2 separate regions of the Mus musculus genome follow, and region 2 is linked to region 1. Evidence: chromatin contacts called from public Hi-C data. All regions are on one chromosome and are shown on one strand. The core of a region is the stretch at or near the end of the contact, and the rest is flanking DNA. Distances in the headings are between cores, read along the strand shown.

Evidence for each region. Hi-C and Micro-C count contacts between places; a contact is called where the count stands out from the background.
Region 2: a Hi-C map of group 2 innate lymphoid cells shows a contact between it and region 1, with 2.5 times the contacts expected there. The contact joins two enhancer-like sites. A contact is called at or near these places in 1 of 39 promoter capture datasets (liver), 1 of 15 datasets of contacts at CTCF or cohesin (stem cell-derived epiblast-like cells), 15 of 484 Hi-C or Micro-C datasets (CD4 T cells, CD8 T cells, effector CD8 T cells and 6 more), 2 of 115 datasets of contacts at active chromatin or transcription factors (T-cell acute lymphoblastic leukemia and kidney) and 1 of 9 other capture datasets (embryonic stem cells).

Annotation. Positions count from the first base shown.
Region 1 is chr9:68,968,146-68,971,042 of GRCm38.p6, forward strand. All of the region lies in intron 1 of Rora (RAR-related orphan receptor alpha), which reads left to right. Among named protein-coding and RNA genes, the nearest start is that of Gm31262, 150 kb to the left of the region's middle. Within about 2 kb of position 1,501, at least 7 of the 459 cell types and tissues checked have an H3K27ac peak or open chromatin away from gene starts, as enhancers often do. A contact at or near this core is called in group 2 innate lymphoid cells and regulatory T cells, where this site is marked.
Region 2 is chr9:69,173,486-69,176,382 of GRCm38.p6, forward strand. All of the region lies in intron 1 of Rora (RAR-related orphan receptor alpha), which reads left to right. Among named protein-coding and RNA genes, the nearest start is that of Gm46153, 130 kb to the right of the region's middle. Within about 2 kb of position 1,481, at least 27 of the 459 cell types and tissues checked have an H3K27ac peak or open chromatin away from gene starts, as enhancers often do. A contact at or near this core is called in group 2 innate lymphoid cells and regulatory T cells, where this site is marked.

The sequences.
Region 1 (2,897 bases), core at 251-2,750:
TGCTGAATGTTTGTGAACTTGATTTTACTGAAATGCTCCCTCCACTGGATAAATTGAGGAAGAAAGATTGAGACAGTATCCCCTCCACACAGAGGAAGACATCCACTCCAGCACTGCTTAGGCTCATTGCGCTTTCTCTCCAAGGTCCATTCATTCTCTCTCTCTCTCTCTCTCTCTCTCTCTCTCTCTCTCACACACACACACATCTCCAACCTTATTTTTTTAGATTAATTTTTTTCAATTAGGATATATATGAAACTTGAGCCAAGAGTTGAAGCACACATGTGCCCTGAGTCAAAGCCTTCCACAGGCTGCCGTAGAAGCAAAGGAAAGGGGTTAGGGAATGTGGATCCTGTGGTAAAGTGCTTGCCTCCCATGCGTGAATCCCTGGATTTACTTGTCAGGACTGCATAAGCCAGGTGTGGTGGGTGACTCATGTCTTACCTGTGATTCCAGCACTTGGGAGGTCGAAGCAGGAGGATCAGAAGTTCAAGGTCTGTCTCAGATAAACAGCAAGTTCAAGGCCAGCGTGCACTGCATGAAATCCTATGTGGAAAAAAAAAAAACCAGAGGAGTTAAAAAAAATGAGAGAGGGGGAGAGAAGAAAGAGGAGGAGGAAGATAAAGGAGAGGAAGAGAAAATATGAAATCTTCTGTTCGGAGGTGATAGCCACTTCTTAACCCCAAATTCATTGACATCACCCATCCATGGTGGGAATATTTGCATACTTGGGACACAGAAATGACAGAGACTTTAAGTCAAGCCCCTTTCTTCTCAGGTAATCATTAAGTGTTAACTAACATAACTTTCCTTTCTCTTTCTCTCTCTGTCATAATTACTACTGACCACCAGCATGGCAGGATCTAGCATCACCATGGAAACAAGCTTCTAGACATTTCTATGAGGGAGTTTCTAGATGAGGTTAACTGAGGTGGGTGGGGCAGTGCCATTCTAAGGGCTTATCTATCCGACACTGAATAAGGACAAAGTGAGCCGAGCCCTAGTATTCCTCTGTGTTCACTGACTGCGGCTGTGGTGTGACCAGCTGCAGCTGCTGTCCTGCATTCCCCACCATGGTGGACTGTACCTTTGAACTTGGAGTCAAACAGACCCTTCCTTTTTTAGGTTCCTCTTGCCAGATATTTTGTCAGAGCAGTGAGAAAAGCAGCCCTGCCCCAGTTCCTCTTCTAGAACAAGGCTAACACTTTCTTTTCACCGTATGATACCTAGAAAATGACCCAGGATGGAGTTTTAGTGAGAAAAGGTGAAGCCTGTTCTTAGTAAAGGACAGAGAAGCCTGGCGCTTCTCTCTGCCTGCAGCTAAGTTCAGAACAGCAGACTTAGGGTCGGAGGCTCGGGTGTTGTACTATCCCCACGTGTAAAGGAGATTCCCTTCCGTGTCTGAAATAAGAGTACAAGAAGCTGAGCACAGCACAGAACCACCTGATAAGCATACAGCTATGCTGAGGTGACCTTTGCTAATCTTAAAACTGACGTGAGCAAGGACTTGTCAGAATCTCCAAAAGTCTGACCTTATCTGACTATATGACACTGTTAAGATGACTGGAGTGTGTGTGTGTGTGTGTGTGTGTGTGTGTGTGTGTGTGTGTGTGTGTGTGATATTTATAGTGCTTTGTGTTGATAAATCAATGGGTCAAGTGCTTACTATGCAAGCATAAAGACTTAAGTTTTAATGATCCCCAGCACCCATAGAAAAACCTGGGAGTAACAGTGTGTGTGTGTGTGTGTGTGTGTATGTGTGTGTGTGCGTATGTGTGTAAAACCTCAGCTCCAGGGGATCACTGAAGCTCACTGGCCATCCAGCCTAGCCAAATCAACAAGCTCCACGTGAGAGACCTGGTCTCGAAAAATAAGATGGAGATCTACTAAGGGCGATGCTAAGTGTCAGGCTCTGACATCCACGCTTCATGAGCGCATGCAGGTGCACAACAGGCATTCAAAACTCTCACACACACTTAAAAAAAATAAAAATATTTAAGGCATATTATAAACGAAAAATTATGGAAAGAATGAGTTCAAATGGCGTGCCCGAAAGTTGCTGTGATTCAGGGTTACGTCTGGGGTAGTCTCATTCATATTTCTCAAACAGTGGCATAGGAGAGTCTGACTCATTCTTGTTGATTAGTCTCCTGGTTCCCAGGCAATGAGCCCCTGTGTCTTACTGCATACTCAGAGGGGTGCCAGGAAATATTTAAACAGTGGAGGAAAACAGTGATTTGTGACATCTGTCAGACTCATGTGAACGCCTTGTTCAAGGAGCTCACAGTTCCACTACTGGAGTCCTCTACATTTAATGATGTCACAACAGTGCAAAACTGGGGTTTTGGGCAATCACTATAATGTCAAGTGTGACATCAAGAAAATCAGTATGGAATAGGAATTGAGGGTGTGGGTTTCCAATGTGATGGCAAGGTCTAAAAAGTTGTGTGGTACCCACCAGTCACATGTGTCTCACTAGAAGGTACTTGTGACTATTTAACAATAAATTGGAAGAGGAATTTCCTTTAGTTTAAATATGTCATTTTTCAAAAACCTATTAAATTGGGGGATATAAACAGTATTTTAATAAATAAAATAAATGTTTCTTTAGGATGTGTAGGTTGTAAAAACAGACAGACAAACAAACAAGAAAAACAACTGAATCATGAAGAATATCATGAATCAAAAAATCTTTTTTTAAGTTTCCCAGTAAGACAAGAAAATCAGTGTTCACTGTGGAATAAAAAGCATGAAGCAGTGTTTTGTATGTGTATCCCACTTAGGCGTGGTTTTTGTGTCAAACATGCAGTGGGCATACATGGATACATGAGGTTTTTCTGACCTAAGGGAAGAAGACAGGAATAATTTTACCATGTAGCAGATACCATGGCCATATC
Region 2 (2,897 bases), core at 231-2,730, 210 kb after region 1:
TAAACTTAACTCTGGAAGCTTGGAAGCAAGAATTTTAACCCACTAAGCTGTCTTGCTGACACCCCACCCCCCAAAAGAAAGCCTTGGAGAACTTAAAATGAGTCATGGAGAGAGAGCTTGCAGAAGAAATCTCGGCCATGCCTCCATGGGCTCATGAAGGGTATTGTCAGCCTCACAAGGTCTCACAGAGATGCCCAGGAATCAAATCATGACCCATTAAACTCACAAACAGGAAGATGTCATTCGGGTCAGCCTGAAAAGCAGTGTGATGTCAGGCACGTGCTCCTTCAGCATCCTGACTTCAGGATGCTGATGGGAAAAAGACTTCGAGTCACTGATGTACCACACCTAAGGGCAGCTGTGGTGTAGAAGTGAACACTTAGCCTACAAGGCCTACTGTGCTTATCTCTAGTAGAGTTAACTTGGCTTAGGGCTCCTCTGCCTAGATAATAGATTTGAAGCCTGGGTGACCAATCCTATCTCATTCTTCCCAGGATGTCCTTCGTCATCTTTTTCAAGTTCTTGTCTGTGGATCTAGGGCCAGGGGACAGGAAACAACTGAGGAGAGGCCCACTGCTGATTGGTTTGATTTTTTTTTTATCTCAGCCTCCGGTCCCCACCCTGAAAGAACATGCCTCCAGTATCTTCAGGGAGCCACCTAGGCGGTTGGACAACCTGTTTGTGGGTTGTGATGGGTGTGATGGAAAGACAGGGCAGGATCATCCTCTTTCTCTGCAACCACACAGAGCTCAGGCTCCTCCCACAACTCACCTCCAGGCTGAAACCGTCCAGAGGCACCGGAGGAAGGAAGCATGCAAGCAGCTTTGATAAACACCCAAACATTACCCTTTGCCCAGATGAACTTGGAGTTGTGGTTTTCATCATACAGCTACCGCTGCCTAGAGTCCAAAGTAAAATTCTTTGAAGACAGGAAGGGCTCTTAGCACCCATAAGAACCGATATCTCTCTAAAGTCAACTTCAACTGTCAAAATCAAGGTTATTTTATTATACACACTGTAAATGGAAAAACTATATCAATTATTCTAAAAACTAATATTTTTTATGTATCTCATTCTGGTCTTTCTGTTTGTTTCTTTGCTTTCTTCTTTCCTTTGTCTTTTGTCGTCCTCCTCCTCTTCTTCCTCCTCCTCCTCCTCCTTCTCTTAAATAATACCTATTACTGTGTTTCTAGCACAACGTGGAGTACTTGGCACTGTATTACATTAGTCAGAATGCAAGGATGGTGGGGAGCGTCTGGCCTTCTCCTGTACCTGCCCCACACCATCCCTCTTCAGAAGAGATAACAGGATAAGAGCTGCCAACTCCTCAGTCCCGGAGACAACCGAAGAAAATATTAGAGCGGTATCAGTCTAATTGTCAGTAAGCAGATTAAGCCTCCAAGCTTCAGTGGTAAAACCTGCTTGCTACTGTCGCCAACTCAGCCACACTCCCCTGCCCCATCACCACTGCTGATTAATCATTAATCATTAGTCTCTGAGGCAAAGGGAGGGACGAATGTATCCTCTTGGTGTTCTCGGCCTGTTCTATAGGCACAGAAGAAAGTTGAGAACGTGGCCAGCATATCTCAGTTCTGTATTTGTCAGTAGGTTAGGTCCTCAGAGAACTTCAAAGGTAAAAACTAGCATCGCTTCTATGGGTACTGAGGGTAAAGTCCTTAAACCCCACGACCTAATGGGAGAAAAATTAAGGGCTTCTTTAAGCAGCTTAGATTTATCGTGTCAATATAAGTGATGGGAGGTTTCTTTGTGCACTTTAGAAAAGATATTTCAAATGTTTTCTCTCTCTCTTTCTTTCTCTCTCTCTCTCTCTCTCTCTCTCTCTCTCTCTCTCTCTCTCTGTGTGTGTGTGTGTGTGTGTGTGTGTGTGTGTGTGTGTGTGTGTCTAAAGCATCACTTCATTATGTCACTATCCACGCTGTCCCTTTATTATAGACAGGGTTCATCTATTCCCCTGCTCTAAACTTAATTACTTTGCAATTAATTCTTTGTTGAAAATAGCAAGGCTCCTAAACTCAGAACATCTCTTTGTGAGGAAAGCTGTTTATGGATAGAGGTCGAGAGGACGTGTCGGAATATTCCACAGTGCTGCCACAGATATTCTGAATGAGAGTGCTGAGAGGGAAGAGGTCCTACTCCACACAAGGTGGCCATGGAACCAGAGGGCTTCCTCCCAGGCAGGCTGAGATAAGGTCAGCCTCCAGGAATGGATCTTAGGACCTGATGATATTGCTCAGTGGGCAGAGTACTTGTCTACCATGCACAAGGCCCTGGGTTCCATCCCCGGTTCTCTATAAAAGGATCAAGGAGCTGGGCATGTTAGCACATACATTTAGTCCCAATACCTGGGAGGCAGAGGAAGATGGATGCCTATGAGTTGAGGCCAGCCTGGCCTACATAGTGAGACTGTCGAAGAAGGAGAAGGAGAAGGAAGAGGAGAAGGAGGAGGAGGAGGAGGAGGAGGAGGAGGAGGAGGAGGAGGAGGAGGAGGAATATGTTGTTTCATAACTACACCCCCAGCACTTAGGAGCTTAGGAGGAGGGTCAGAAGTTCAAGCTCATTTGCTTAGTTTCCTTTCTGTTGCTTTTATAAACACCATGACCAAAAACAACTTGGAAAGGAAAGAGTTCATTTCAGCTTACAGCCCTCAGGTCATAGTCTATCACTGAGGGAAGTCAAAGCAAACACTCAAGGCAGAACTAAACAGAGACCACAGAGGGGTGATGCTCTTGCCTTGTTACCCATGGCTCACTCAGCCGGCTTTCTTATACGCCCGAGAATCACCTTCCCAGGAGTGGCATCGCCCACGTTGAACTAGACTTTTCTACATCAACCAAAAATCAAGAAAATGCCCCACCAGCTTGCCTACAGGCCAGCTG